Regions from separate parts of the Mus musculus genome. Here region 1 is linked to region 2. Evidence: chromatin contacts called from public ChIA-PET data. All regions are on one chromosome and are shown on one strand. The core of a region is the stretch at or near the end of the contact, and the rest is flanking DNA. Distances in the headings are between cores, read along the strand shown. Region 1 overlaps Gm40446 (a long non-coding RNA gene). Region 2 has its middle 5.1 kb from the start of Gm35189.

What was found. ChIA-PET counts read pairs in DNA pulled down with a chosen protein or histone mark.
Region 1: an RNA polymerase II ChIA-PET map of effector CD8 T cells shows a contact between it and region 2, with 3 times the contacts expected there. The contact joins two enhancer-like sites. A contact is called at or near these places in 2 of 15 datasets of contacts at CTCF or cohesin (the G1E-ER4 cell line and pro-B cells), 39 of 484 Hi-C or Micro-C datasets (3T3-L1-derived adipocytes, the 63-12 cell line, B cells and 29 more), 18 of 115 datasets of contacts at active chromatin or transcription factors (the 230-238 cell line, CD8 T cells, DN3 thymocytes and 14 more) and 1 of 9 other capture datasets (embryonic stem cells).

Annotation. Positions count from the first base shown.
Region 1 is chr12:77,136,863-77,141,459 of GRCm38.p6, forward strand. The region is part of intron 1 of Gm40446 (a long non-coding RNA gene); the gene reads right to left. Among named protein-coding and RNA genes, the nearest start is that of Gm40446, 53 kb to the right of the region's middle. Within about 2 kb of position 2,054, at least 87 of the 459 cell types and tissues checked have an H3K27ac peak or open chromatin away from gene starts, as enhancers often do. A contact at or near this core is called in the 230-238 cell line, the 63-12 cell line, CD8 T cells and 15 more, where this site is marked.
Region 2 is chr12:77,057,834-77,062,614 of GRCm38.p6, forward strand. No RefSeq gene overlaps it. Among named protein-coding and RNA genes, the nearest start is that of Gm35189, 5.1 kb to the left of the region's middle. Within about 2 kb of position 2,773, at least 189 of the 459 cell types and tissues checked have an H3K27ac peak or open chromatin away from gene starts, as enhancers often do. A contact at or near this core is called in the 230-238 cell line, the 63-12 cell line, CD8 T cells and 15 more, where this site is marked.

The DNA.
Region 1 (4,597 bases), core at 804-3,303, 78 kb after region 2:
AGTGATCCACTTCCTGCCTCCGAATAAGTCACTCCCCCTAAAATTTCCAGCCTCTTCCCAAATAGCACCACTGCTACCTGAGGACCTTAATTTGTGGGGACATTTTATATTCAAACCGTAAGAACCACCCAGTACAAGGGAGCTATCGATGGCGTTAGCCTGCCTGCAAACAGTCCTTTCCAAGTTCCCCTTAGACACCTTTGCAAGTCACCAAAGGCTTCTTGGCTATAAGACTTCTCTTGGACTCCCCATCAACCTCCCCTTCTCTCTCTCTTTCCCCCCACTCTCCCCCTCCTTCTTCCCCTCCCTCCTTCCCTAGCCCCTTGTCTGATGCTGAGGTTTCAAACATCACTTTGCAGCACATACCCTGTAGGGTGCTAATGTCTCCAGCTGATTGGTGGCATATATGGCACCTTTTTCCTATTCAAACCCAGTGATATCAATGCTGAGCCGATAGCATCTGGGCCACTGCTGCAGCCAGTGCCTGGAAACATTAGGTATTGGTCAGAGGCACCCACTATGGCTCATTAAAGTCACCCAGTGTCTCTCTGTTAGGTCACTTGATTGAGCTTCTTATGAAGAGACTTCAGTTGCTGAAGCAGGAAGCACCCTAGAGCACCATACCCCACATGGCTCTACAAACAGAGCAACATCACTATCCACAGGGCGTCTCTTGTACTGGTCTCCTGGAAGTGTCTACGACTGCCTCTGCACTACGGTGCTCCAGCCCCTGCCTGCCCCCAGATAACTGGGATATACTTGGATCCATAGGTTACGACGAGACGGAGAGCAGAGAGGTTCATACCAGGTGTTTATGAAAACCGTCCCTTCCCTCAAAAGTCAAGGGCATTTCTTATCTGCAGCAGCTGGCACCTGCCAGTTTCCCTTCACTTTCCTTCAGTTTCCTTTGGCTCCGTAGCCCCTCCTACAAATTGTCCTACGAACAAGGACTCCCTGATGACCCTCTCTCTATACAACTCCAGGTAGGTCTAAGCCCCACCTAAAGATGTCTTGCATCAAGTCCAGAGCCTTGTCACATTTAAGAGGGAAAATTTGAGAGAGCAAAACCGAGAGGCGTTTGCATTCTTGGGTTTTCCAGGCCTGATCAACAGAAGGCATGGAGATTACAACACCAAGGTCTTCTCTGATAAATTAGGAAAACATTGCTGATTCGGAGAATGAGGTAAAGGTGGGAAGCACTGGCTTCACAGACCAGGTGGGAGAAAAGTTCTTCAGAAACCATTAAGCAAGGAGCTATTTGCAGAGTTTATGTCTAACATGCAAATTCTGATAAAGCTTGAAAATCAGACAGTCTGGTAGAGGCTCTTGGTGAGACCATGCTATAAACTTTTTGTAGTCTGCCTCTAATGATTCTGTGGTACTGGGAAAAAACACCACAATCTGCCCCTCTTCCTCCCCTTACCATTGGACAAGGAGGAAAAGCAATCATATCTTAGAACTCTTTTTGTTTGTTGTATTTTTTTTTTTTTTCAAAACAGGGTTTCTCTGTGTAGCCTGTGTCCTGGAACTCAATCTGTAGACCAGGCTGGGCTTGAACTCAGAGATCTGCCTGCAAATGCATGCACCCCGCCCCCCAGACTTGGGGACATTATAAAACCTATGTGGAATTAGCTGTTAAGGACTGAGGATAGAGCTACTGGCTTATACATGCCAGGCAAGTGCTCTACATGGACCCACAGCCCTCCTCCTGTAGTGTGTGTAGTGCATAATCCTAATGCTTTAAGAGGGTCGCACCTTATAGGCTAACAGGGTGCCTTATCTAATTGAAGTAACATGAGATATCCACCACGACACCCCCCCCCCCATCCCCCTACCCCAGAGGTGGAGGCAGAGGATAAAAGAAAGGTGCAGAATCTGTGTGTGTGATGAGAGAATGGGGAAGCGCGAGACACAAAGAGAGGAGAGAGCGAATATCCATTTTTAAGTCTGCTTGGCTAGACGTAGTTTGTTTCATGCTTTGCACACTCACTCCGGTGAGTGAGCTTTTGTCAAATCAGGGCTGAACTCTGCAACTGGATTGACGTGGCAGGAGGATGTGGTCGGGTTCTGTTTTCAAACATGGTCTCCTGGGACAGACAGCATTTTTGACTCCTGGTCTGTCTGGATAGCCTGCCTTTGTCTTGGGGCAGTTGGGGTGGGTGACTGCGTCCGGTGGGGTGGGGGTGATTCACACATGTTTATTGAAGTGGCAGTTACAGTTGCAAGAGGATTCAGGGCAGGGATAACCTGGGGGTTGATGAGTCAATATTTCAGGGCTTGGCTAATCCTGTGGAAGCTCACAGCCAGGCTGATTTTACTTGGCTCCAGAGAATGTTCTGAGGACATTTTACCTAAAAACTGGCCTTGGCTCAACCTGCAACAGTGTAGTAGAGTGACTCCTAAACCGACTCAGTTCAATGTCATTAGAACCCTTTCCTTTTAATTTTTTTTTTTTCACAAAGTGGATGTACTTAAATTTTCTCAATTTTATAAAATTGGGCATTCTGGCCATTCCCAGCCTTTATTTTGTTTGTGTTTTGTACAATTATAAATTTCACTATGGGGCTGGTGAGATGGCTCAGTGGGTAAGAGCACCCGACTGCTTTTCCGAAGGTCCTTAGTTCAAATCCCAGCAACCACACGGTGGCTCACAACCACCTGTAATGAGATCTGACTCCCTCTTCTGGAATGTCTGAAGACAGCTACAGTGTACTTACATGTAATAAACAAACAAATAAATAAATAAATCTTTAAAAAAATTTTCACTATGATAAACTTTTGAGGGGGAGGGTTTCTATTTAAAAAACAAAATCATGGTCTCATATAGTCCAGGCTAGCCTTACCATGTAGCCAAAGATGACCTTGTGGCTCCACCCCCCCCCCCCCATGCTGGGATTACAGGCATGGACTTTTGTGCACACACAAACACACACTCACACACACACACACACACACACACACACACGCACATGCACACATTTACTGGTAGTCATCCACTTCAAGATGACATCAGATTGAGCAAGACTAGCATTGTTGTTTCTCCCAGGAGACCGACTGTAAGGAACACAGAACAGTGACCACATCCTTGGCCAGCACTCAGCTTCCAAAACATTAGCATTTGGTCAATAATTGCCAGCTTCCCTGGGACCAACCAGATAGACCCAAATATATTCTCCATGCCAATCCTGTCCCCAGGTACTCTGCTTCTGGTCAGCTTGCCTCCAGCCTCCTTGTGTAGCCATGGTCCAGCTGGACAATAGTGGAAGCATTTCCTTTTCAAAAGCACTTCTCCATCCTTTGGTTCCTCATCAAAACAGTGATGGCGGCTGAGTCCCGGGGGTAGCACCCTCTTTGTAGAACTCACTCCTTCTGGGTCACATCAGAGTGGTTTTGCTGACATCCACCCTGCTGGCAGGGCTTCCCTCAGGTGGATATTGAACCTGAAGGAATGTCACAGGCTGACACTGAGCCCTTGGGTTAATCCCAGCCAAGAAACTCGGCTTCCAAGTGTCTCACACACAAGCCTACGAGGCTTTGGGCCCTGTGCCTTCCTTAGGCTTGCAGCAAGAGGAGAAGCAAAAAGCCATGCAAAATAAATGTGCTGCCAAGCTCAGATTGCCTTAGTCCATCACCCCGCTGTAGCACCAGCCTGTGGTGCTGTGCCAATTACCACCACAAACACTGAAGACACTTTTCAAAACATGGTCAAATAAACGCCAACAGGGCCAGCCAGGCGTTAAAACACTCGGACAAGATTGTCAACGCAAAGAAATACATTGCCGGTAAATAGGAGTCTGGGCTACGGTTAAGCAGTCACCTGGGTGACAGCCCCATGGTTAACCTTTTTGTGGACAGACCTGACCTGTCAATCCCCTCAGAGTGCCCTGGCTAAAGAGGACAGACGGCTCTGAGATGGGAGAGAGCAGACACGGAATTCATTCAGATTGAAACAGTGGTGGTTTTCTGCACTGTTATTTGCTGGGGAACCACAGGGTAGATGTTGGGGTGTCAGCTGAGGTCACTGTGGAGCAGATGTGAGTGTTCTCAGCTGTGTAAAGCTTTACAGCCAGATTCATCCACAGGGACACACGTCTTCTAACAACCTGTCGTGTGGATCTAGCACCAAATTTCCTTGAGGGTTTGAAGCTATCTTTGAAGTATTTAGCACCTCGGAGGGCTACCTTTTTTCTCATTAAGGTTCCTTTACACGCTTTTGGGGCCACTGCAGGTGCCTGCATTCTGGATTTCTAAGGGAAATTTTTGAAAAGTTCCTCTCTAAACTAATAGTTTGAGAAGTTAAGCTAGGTTTTTGTTTTGTTTGTTTTTGTTGTTGTTTTGCTTTTTTAAAAATGTTTTTGTTTCTGTTTTGAGACAGGATTTCATGTGTCCCCGAAGAGCCTCAAAGTTGCTACATTGTCAAGGATTTTGACTCCTCCGACTTCACTTTCCAAGTGCCCCCTGAACCCAGGTCCTCTTGAAGAGCAGCGAATGCTCTTCTATCTCAGGGCCATCTCTCCAGACAAACTGTGCTCATTCTCTCACCCGTTTCCCCATGAACCAGACTTCTAAACCCTACTCAGCATTATTACAGAACACA
Region 2 (4,781 bases), core at 1,523-4,022:
TCAGGGAAGTTTGTGCAAGCTTCCTGGATTTGTAAGTATTTTGAATTCAAGCTTTGAAGTCTTAACTCTATAGTTGTCTTACTATCTCTGTCCACCTCAGCAGTCCCTAAGACAGGCCTCATATAAACCACACAGAGAGCAGCGCAGAGCTCCTTGGGCTATGGGCAAAACCCTAATTTAGAGATCTTAATTGACTTTACCCGTGATTTGGGAACCAGCCAGCGCTTCATTCAATCAAATAAAATATGTGTGCCAGCGAGTCAAGCAGTGGAGTTTAGCTTTATGGATATAAAAGCACTGAAGAAAATGGAAGAAGAAAAGTTGAAGAGGAGCTGGAGGAGGAGCAGGAGCAGGAGGAGGAGCAGAAGGAGGAGGGGGAGCAGAGGAGCAATAGTAGCAGAAGAGTGTCTTGGTCATTTCAAAGCTACTTTCCTGGTAAGCGAGGGAGTGCAGAGAGACAAACTAATAGAAAAAAGCTAACTGATTAGATGGTGATCCATCCACCCCTCCCAGAAGTCCAGATAACAACTTAGTTTTGGTTTAGTGATGGAGAATGTCAGTTTGATTTCAATTTTTCTTCTGGTCTGTTGAGTCTATACAGAGCTTAGTCCCAAGCGGTAGCCTCCTGTGATGTTCCTGTGACACTCCTGTGATGGTCCTGTGACACTCCTGTGATGTTCTTGTGACACTCCTTTGATAGTCCTGTAACACTCCTGTGATGTTTCTGTGACACTCTCATCCCTGGCTCACTTTTCCCACTTTCTCACTTTGTGGGATCACTGACCAAGCTAACTCCTTGTCCTCAAACCTTTGCCCCAGTGTCTGCTTCGTGTGTACTGGTGGTGGGGATTGAAGCTGAGGCAGTGACTCTGGAGAGCCTGTCTGTCTCTAACAGGAAAACATAAACTACGCTGGCTGAAACTGGCACTCCTCTGTCAATTCAGCTACTGGTGACAGCAGAAATTGTTAACAACTTCCGTTTACTGATAGCTTCCTTGGAAGGGATCATGACCCCATCACGTTCTCCCACACCCTATTCAGAGCAGTCTGAGGGGACTAACTATGCTCCTTTATCTTCTAGTTGAGGAAACAATGACACTGGGGCAGAATCTTAGAAGTTGCTAGTGCCAGAGTTGACATTTGACCTTGGCAAATTTTGTTCTGGAGTGCAAACTCTTGACCACATGATTAACTTTACAAACTATTAACTACTAAACAAGCCAAGGGTCTGGGAAGGCCTGCACAGTTCTTTGTGTGGTTTGTTGAAGCATCTTGGGATGACTGAGATGGTAACATAGGTATGGAGAGAGTTAAGAATTAGAAGTCTGAATCCAAACTACCTACAAACCCAAGGTCCTGGAGCAAACCGTTTCTCAGCTCTTAGCTTAAACTTCATTTCTAATGTGAGGTTCAAATGAAATGAAACCTATGGTTGATTTGGATGCTATAGGGGATACACCACAGCTTCCCACCACCCTTCTCAAGGGAGGGCTTTCCTTAATAACTTCCAGGGCACAGGTCTCTTTCCTTGAAAGAGTTAGCGTATATGGGTATAAGACGTGAATGAAGTAGCATGGTGTAGTTTGCCTGGCCCAGGTTTGCCTGTTTGTTTGTGCAGGACAATAGGCTTGTGTGATGATAGAACTTAGGATCTGATAACTCCAGTTTTTACTTTACTTTTAGTTGCCCCAAGATTCAGTTTTCTGGTCTGTGAAATGAGGAGAATAAAGGGAGACTTTGGAGCGAGTTCAGAGGTACACACAATGTGTTGGTCGAAATGTCATGGTCAGAGTAAGGGGTCTTTATTATTACTCTTGATTTTAGAACAGAAAAACAAACAAACAAACAAACAAACAAACAAACATGCAACCCCACTCAAAGATGTAGAAAGAGAAAAATGGAACCCACTGCCTTTAGGATCCAAGAATAGACTTACTAGCAATCTTCATCTGCTCAATGCAGGGAAGGCAGGGAAGTCCCTTAGTCACAGTTCCTATCTACATTCAGATCACACATCTCACCAAAGAAAAAGATAAAGATGGTGGAAGCCATGGACTGTCATAACCGCATCAACATATCTACAGCAGTGGATGCATACAGAGACTGTACTTAACAAACAAAAGTGAATACTTCCGAATCTCAGAGCAAACAAAATCGGTGCATATTGGGGGTGTGGGGTGTGGGGTAATGTCCCCAGCTGGAGAAGAGTCCGGGTGGCTACTTAGACTCTGCTCAGCAGCCAGGCATGGACTTTGAAAGTAGCTGGTCAGGGGTAGAACTTCAGGCAAGGGGTGGAAAGAAACAGGGAGGGGTGGAGAGAAGGAAGCAAGGACTCCTTACACAGCAGCACGAGGCTGAGGAAGTGATTTCCCCTACCCCGCCCCGCCCAGGGGCTCATGGGAGGGAACCTACTGGTTCCCCAGACTCGTGAGAACTCATGCTTCGGAGGGTCTTATAAGTGCCTTTTGGAAACTCAGCATTTGTTAACTTGTCACCGCATAAAGGCAGGAGAGAAGCCTGACATTTTTCTGACGCCTGAAAGCGAAAGAAGAAAGGGTTCTTACTGTCAGGGCCACATCCTGAATGACAGGGGTCAGTGTGTGCAACCGATCCGTGTGGGCGCAGGCTTCTAATTATTTCCTGGATAACCTGTTATCTATTATCCATCAGGCGCCTTGCCAGAATATGCTAACGTCTCCAGAGTTCCTGCTCTGGAGTCTGAGGAACTTGTTTTCATTTTTAAAGGGGACGCAGGCGTTGAGTGACAGCAGCTGGGTATCACAGTAGAAGGGCTACCCTCTGTTGGGCTTGAGCTGATAGAGAGCAAAGGCTACTAAGGTGTGGGTGGGACGGGTGGGGTCAGAGTGGGGCGCCCGAGGGGGTGAGGGGGCCCAAGCCCCTGGTCAGAAACAAAACATTTTCTCCTCAGGACTCCTTCCCTCAGGCTTCTCTTGGAGACTTGGCTGTAATCAGAAATGTCTGGAAATTTTTTCTGAGAAAGTTGAGTTTTCTTAGGCTGTAGTCATTTGCTGGACAAACACGGAAGCTCTTCAAAGAACCTTCTTCTGGGAGACAGGGAAGGGAGGATCCACACCCAGGCGAGCTATCAACTATCAGTCACACCCTGGCCTATATTTGTACTAAAGCACAAAGAAAAGTCAGCCAGTGGGAGGGGACCACAAATATGGGACATTGTTCTGTTTTCTAAAGATAGCCCTTGTTCATTTATTTAAAATTTGGAAAGTCCAGGAAAAAAAAAAGACTAGAAGTTGATTTCTCAGAGGCCCATTGTCCTTGTTAACATTTTGGCTTAGGATGTACCCCCTTCCGCCATGTTAATTTATACCAACCCTTGAAAGCCAGGACTTTTAAGCTAAAAATATAATGCTTCCCTTTCATTCTTTGGAAGCGTGGGGAGGGCAACGTGTTGTTTAGCGCTGGAGTTTAAGGTCAGAGTTCTGGAACCCTCAGAAGGCCCATGTTGCCAGGCTAAAGGTGAGCCCTGCTTACTCCCCAGGGCCTGGGATGGCTAAAATCCAGGGCCTTTTGTTTCAAACAGAGCAAGGGGGTTAAAAGAGTATTCCAGTTATCAAAAGCCCACAGACATGGGGCCAGCTCTCCACGGAAGCTTCCAGAAAACTAGAGAAGGTGGAACAAAGTTATCGAAGGTTCAGAAATCGGTTGAAAAGGGACAGATGAGGTAATCAGATACTAGGTGGTTCCAGATTTCTGCCATGGAGCAAATTCCAGGCCAGAGCTCAGGCACAGAAAAGCAAGCCAAACTCCAAGCTCTTAGCGGAGCAGACAGGCCAGGAGAGGCCGGGTGGTGGGAATTGGCCTAGCAGAATGTAAGGGAGGCAGGAATTACACAACGCTGTCTCAAAGGTTTGACGGGAACATTCTGCTGAGCACCAGGCTGTATGGGCACGGGATCATAGGCAAGGCTCCAGGAGATGACAGAAAAAGCAGTTTTAGGGGCACTTACAACATTATACTTTTAAAAATTAGGTTCTGAATTTTAAAAGATTTTTACTTTGTATATTCGTTTTGCCTACATGCCTATATGTTTTGCCTACATACGCTTGTGTGTCTGCTGCCTGCAAAGGTCAGAGGAAGGTGTCAGGTCCCCTGCAACTGGAGTCACAGATGATTGTAAGTCAGTCATTGTGTGGATGCTAGGGGTTGTATCTGTGTCTTCTGCAAGAGCAGTCAGTGCCCTTAACTACTGAGCCATCTCTCCAGCCCTAAATAAGTTCCTTTGGACAGAAGAATAGAAATATTTGTTAAAGAAGGCATTGGGTTGCTAAGTAGGTAACTAAGCGGGTTAGAGAGGAACTCTGAGCTTCATGTCTTAAACCTGTTGCTTACAGGAATCTTTCACACTAGTGCAGACTCCTTGAGAGGCCCTCAGAATGTCTGTGAGGTAAAATTGATTGGCATGTATCAACATTATTAGAAAGAAAAGTGAGACTTTGTTTAAACCTTTGTTTGTTTGTTTATTTTGATTTTTTTCGAGACAGGGTTTCTCTGTGTAGCCCTGGCTGTCCTGGAACTCACTTTGTAGACCAGCCTGACCTCGAACTCAGGAATCCACCTGCCTCTGCCTCCCAAGTGCTGGATTTACAGGGTATGTGTACCCCTATGTCAAGCAGTAATAACACTGTTTAAATGGACAAGAAATGATAATATACAAACTTTAATGTGAATACTGGCATTGATAGTTTTGCAAATCTCTTTAGCATCTGGCAGAATAGAATAGCTGAATACTTGTGTCCGTTTTG